2 separate regions of the Sus scrofa genome follow, and region 2 is linked to region 1. Evidence: chromatin contacts called from public HiChIP or PLAC-seq data. All regions are on one chromosome and are shown on one strand. The core of a region is the stretch at or near the end of the contact, and the rest is flanking DNA. Distances in the headings are between cores, read along the strand shown.

What was found. HiChIP or PLAC-seq counts read pairs in DNA pulled down with a chosen protein or histone mark.
Region 2: an H3K27ac HiChIP or PLAC-seq map of alveolar macrophages shows a contact between it and region 1. The contact joins two enhancer-like sites. A contact is called at or near these places in 2 of 2 datasets of contacts at active chromatin or transcription factors (alveolar macrophages and skeletal muscle).

What each region holds. Positions count from the first base shown.
Region 1 is chr13:198,389,408-198,392,107 of Sscrofa11.1, forward strand. The region is part of intron 6 of RUNX1 (runt related transcription factor 1); the gene reads right to left. Among named protein-coding and RNA genes, the nearest start is that of CLIC6, 140 kb to the left of the region's middle. Within about 2 kb of position 1,289, at least 15 of the 83 cell types and tissues checked have an H3K27ac peak or open chromatin away from gene starts, as enhancers often do. A contact at or near this core is called in alveolar macrophages and skeletal muscle, where this site is marked.
Region 2 is chr13:198,833,253-198,836,012 of Sscrofa11.1, forward strand. All of the region lies in intron 1 of LOC106505851 (a long non-coding RNA gene), which reads left to right. Among named protein-coding and RNA genes, the nearest start is that of RUNX1, 200 kb to the left of the region's middle. Within about 2 kb of position 1,394, at least 19 of the 83 cell types and tissues checked have an H3K27ac peak or open chromatin away from gene starts, as enhancers often do. A contact at or near this core is called in alveolar macrophages and skeletal muscle, where this site is marked.

The DNA of each region.
Region 1 (2,700 bases), core at 39-2,538:
AAATCGACTTCAGACGAAGGAAAGATTTCAGGGATAAAGAAGGGAATTACATGATGGAAAAGCTCATGTCTAAGACACAAAAATCCTTAACATATATGTATCTAACAAGAGAGTGTCCAAAAACATGAGGCACGATCTGACGGGACTTCCGAGAGAAAGAGAAAAATACACTTCTAGCTGAAGACTTCACAACCCTCTCAGTGACTGCTCCATCAAGCAGGCAGAAAATCAGGGCATGGTTGATCTGAACAGCGCTACCAACTGACTTGATCTAATGAGCATCTTTGGAAAATTCCATCCAGCAACAGCAGAATACACATTCTTCTCAAGCTCACAGGAAACCTTCACTAAAACAGACCACAAAACACACCTCAAATTTAAAATAACATAAGTCATCCCAAATATATTCTCAGTCCACATGAATTTCAGCTAAAAAAAAAACCAATAACGGGAAGATAGCTGGAAAGTACCCAAATATTTGGAGCTTCTCACACTTCTAAATAACTTGTGGGTCAAATAAGCATCAAGAGAAATTAAAATGTACTTTAAACTAAATGAAAATCCAACATCACAATTTGTGGGATGCTGTAGAAACAGTGCTTAGAAGGACATTTATAGCATCCGGTGCATATTAGAAAAGAAGAACAATCCAGAATCAATAAGTTTCCACCTTAGGAAATGAAAGGGGAAAAAAAGAGCAAAATAAACCTAAAGCAAGCAAGAAAAATAAGAGTAGAAATCAGAGAAATTGAGTACAAGAAAGTGGCAGGAACTGCACGAAACTAAAAGCTGCTCGTTGTAAAGTTTAAAACGTCCTACTCTGTTCTCATGTCTCCCAGGCCAGAGGAAGGGCAGCGATGCCTCCTGATCCCCCCTTGACACTTATCTCTGTGGGGCTTTTTAACGCCCCCCTCAAAACCTGGGTCCCCAGTAACAGCTCACATGTCCTGGGATACCATGTCTCAGCCTAGGGCCAGAGAAGGTTGACAGGGCCTTTTCCTTGGCTGTTTGGCTGATACCTTCAAAGACCTGGTCTTTCAGTTACCTTTCAGAGCCATTTAAAAACCAAGACAGGACAGTTAAGTATGCTATGGGGCCTTAGTGTCTATTTTTAAAAGACCAAACCTGTGTGGTGAACATAGAAACCCTCAGGGCAGCACTGTTTTTTTCCCTAGAGGATTTTCCCCCTTTTCAGCTTGGAAGACAGCAGGGCAGTTCCCAGGGTGCCCTCCAAGTTCACCTCAGTCATGGGCAGCTGGTGTAATGCCCTTTTGGATGGCTCAGAGCTCACAACAGGATGTGACTCAGGACTCAGAGATGTGAGTCAGTTTCCAGGGTGATGTGTCAGGGCGAGCCCCGGTGGTGGCTGGCATCTCCCTGTCTGGGACCCCTGAAGACAGATCTGGGCTCCCCCTGTGAACAAAAGGGCTGTCCCCGGAACTGTGGGATATCAGCTTTCATGGCCCTGGGGCCTGGAAATTCGCTGCTATGAAAGAGGCCTTTCCCTCCAAGTCCCACTGTCCAGCTGAAGCGCCGTTTCCTCCGCCGGGGCAGTGCAAGTGTAACACAGCACCGCAAGCGGGCGTCCTTGTCACCTGCAAGTGTGCCCAGGTAGCAGACACTGGGTTAGCCTGGGGTTGCTATCAGTGAAATCCCCTGATAACGTGAGGCAGTTCCCACCAGCTCTGGATCCTGGAAAAAGAAGTTGGGAAAGAGCTCTGAGACCTGCCAACCGTTTGTCTCCTGCTGGCTGCAGACATCTTGGTTACTCATGTACAGCTAAGATGCATTCATTGTTCCAGCAATTACTTTGAAGGGAAGCATCCAGCACCAAGCTGGGGCAGAGACCTGCCTGCAGATGCAGTGTTTCAGGGTTTTGAGGGATCCTGTCCTTGGAGCTGACTGGAGGGCCTGCGAGGTGGCAGACTGCCTGCGGGAGGGCAGCGGAACTGTGGCCACGACCCTACCACTCAATGCCTTGGGGACCACATTCTGTGCCCCATGGAGGGAGGTTTTGTGGCTTTGCAGTCAGGTTGCTGGCAGTCCGGAATGCGGAATGCTGGTTCTTACCGTCAGACAGCTGCCTCCAGCCCCGGTGCTCACCACCAGGCCTTTGCTCTCTAACCTCTGTTTCCTCATCTCTAAAAATGGGGGTAACGAGACTCACCTGCCTTACAGGTGTGAGCGTTAATTACTGTTTGTGGCACAGCTTTGAGAGCCACAGATGAAAGGCGCTCTATAAACGCTAAGAGCTCTTCCTCATTAGAGTTGCCAGACAGTTCCCAGGGGAAACAGTCCAACCCTCGCCACGAGGCCTCTCCCCCTCGGCCAGAGCAGTCTGAGCTGTGTCTGGAAAAAGGCTCTAGACTCAGGCACAGTTGTCTCTGAGGCAGGGTTTGGGAGTAAGTCACTGGCTTCTAGAAAAGACGGGGTTTGGATAACACCTCCGATTCTCTGCCAGCAGTGTCTCCCTAAATCGGAGGAAAGTGGCCCTTGGTTCACATGGGTCCAGGGCCAAGCAGGCACCTTCTGGTCTCTGCTCTGTCCTCCCTTGCAGACAGATTACTTTCCTGGACTTTATTATTATTAGCTTTTTTTTTTTTTTTGCCTTTTTTTGCTATTTCTTGGGCCGCTCCCGCGGCATATGGAGGTTCCCAGGCTAGGGGTTGAATCAGAGCTGTAGCCACCGGCCTACGCCAG
Region 2 (2,760 bases), core at 144-2,643, 440 kb after region 1:
TAAGCAATGAAACTCCCTGCACCCACCACACCCATAGTCCTCTCTAAAAATACAGAAAGAACAATTATTCTCCTTTGAACTTAGAATATGTATTCTCAAAGGACCTTAGCTGAAAAAAACTGCTGAATTCATTTCAAACTATTCACTTTAAAATTGTTTAATCCATTAAAGTACCTACCAAGCTATACCATTTGATTGTCATTTATTTTACTGAAGTCTACTCAGTGAAAATATTTTATTCTCAGGAAAGAAAATTAATTCATTTTTTAATTCTGTTTTCAGCCTGGTCTGAAACTATCAGAATCAGCTTTGGGGTTCAGTCACAAAGAGGAACTTCATAATAGTGCATTCAAATAGCCAAATCAGATTTTTCTACCAAATAAGTGCAATGGAAGCAAGCTCTCATCTAAATGTGGAAACTATGATCTCATGCCAGAATTTTAGGGAAATGAACTTTATGTCTAGTGACCCTTAATATCAGGAATTATTATTCCTCATTTGTTAAATTTCTACCTGTAAAGAACAAATCTAAGATATCTGTCTTAATAGAGTTTTTAGAAAATAATTTGGAAAAAAACAAAAATAGAAATAGGTCTTGTGTAAAGATTGTGATATTTCAAGTGATCATGGTTTTTTTTCTCTAAATATGTCTTTATTATTCTTTCATATCATTTTTGTAGTTTTTATTGAAATACAGTTAATTTACAAGGTTGTGTTAGTTTCAAGTGTACAGCAAAATGATTCAGGTATATAGATAGATATAAATATATTAAAATAAATATATATGTTCTTTTTCAGGTTATTTTCCATTATAGGTAATCATGCCATATTTTATAATGCAAAAACACCCAAGAGCTTTAACATATTTTTATATATTTCCTCCTGTGTTAAGGAAAAAGTATAAGCTCACAAAATATGAACATGCCTGATTTCTCGTATGTTTTTTGGTTTGTTTTTATTGTTGCTCAGTTCAGTACATTTAAAACTATCATAATATTTTGTAGAAAAGTGTTTCTACATGAATGAACTCTTTCTGAAATCCCCTAAATCTTACATTGGCCAAAGCTAGATTTACTGGCATAAAGAGTCCTCAGCTTCCTGCTTCTGACCCATAATTTTATATGTGAAAGTCATCGTCAAAGCTTGCAAGGCAAGTTGTGTTGAGCATTTCCAGATACCAAACCTCCCCTCTGTGATTTCAAAAAGTCAACAGCTGCTCAGCCTGTTCTTCCCATCACTGTTCTTGATTGCGTTAGAAAAAAAAAAAAATCCATCTCTAAAAAAATTGTGAAAACTGAGAACAGAAAAGCAACCAGTGGCAACTGAGAGGCACTATGCTGTTATCATCCTCAGCTCATTTTCTTGGGCTTTTGCCCAATGGGACTGAATTCTCTTCACAGCAAGGGATGGTTTCAGCTGACCTGCTGTGAATGTCCCAAGTGAGTCACTGCCGTTAACTCCATCAACGCCATTTGCTGTCCACTTGGACATTTCTGAACAGCTGCTGGGCTCCAGTGCCAACTTCTAACTGGAAATATGGCTGGTCTGACTCAGTTTCAGAAGGGACAAGAGGGAAGGAGGGAGGAGGGGAGGGGGGAGAGAGAAAACACACATGCCTCCTCCTCTCAAAAAAGACTGACAACTCTGTTTTTTTCCATTGATTATGGTGGAAAAACTTTTTGAAGAAGTGAGAATACTAAACTCAGTTTGTCACATCTCCCTATTTTGTCTCATTATTTTATTCATGAAGTTGGGTTGGGATTTTATATTGAAGTTATGCGTTGATGTGGAAATTTGCAACCCATAACATGTCACCCCATTTCCACTTTTTTTTTAGCCATATTCATCTTATTTTCCAAACGCAAAAGTGAATATTTCCTTTACTCTAAAAATATTTTTCATAAAATTGAAAATCCATTTTGAATCAATCAACAACTTTTTTTGGAGCATTTGCTAGAACAGGCTTCTGGACTAGACATTAACGAGGATTCTGAGAAATATCAGACATGATCCTTGGATTCAAGAATTTGTAATAAAATGAAGAGAAAAGGCCTGTTGAAATAGATGGTCCAGGAACAATATGAGGGAGTTTGCGTAAAAGTGCCAGATGCCTGGTAGAGCTACCAGGGGCTGCAAGAACTCAGAGCAAGTCTCTGGGCTGGTGGTTTTAAATCTGGGATGATGGTAACTGATACTAACAACTGAAATTAAATTAACTTTATAAACATGGACTCTGTCATAGCTGGGCATGCAGCCTAAGTGTCTAAGTTAAAGGCTGAAATATGCTCACATGACCTCAGCATTTTATTTCAGGGGACGTCTTTGATTTATATGTGCATTGTTGTGTGTGCAAACACACATGAACATTTTTTAAAAACTCTTATATTACCAGAGACACTGAGGAAGTGACAGAATACTTGTTCTCTTGTGGACATTTATCTACTATTTTGTGGGAAGTGAACAAACATCAGTCAGGTCTCCGGGACTTACTAAGAGTTATAAAATTGATTAATAGGGTTAAAAGGGTGCTTTCATTTTTTTTTTTTAGCATTTTGATAACTTTATTTTTTTATTTAATGATTTTTATTTTTTTTCCATTATACCTGGTTTACAGGGTTTTTTAAATTTTCTTCTGTCCAGCAAGGTGACCCAGTCACATATACACATATACATTCCTTTTTCTCACATTATCATGCTCCATCATAAGTGACTAGCCATTCCTTTTTCTCACATTATCGTGTGCCATCATAAGTGACTAGC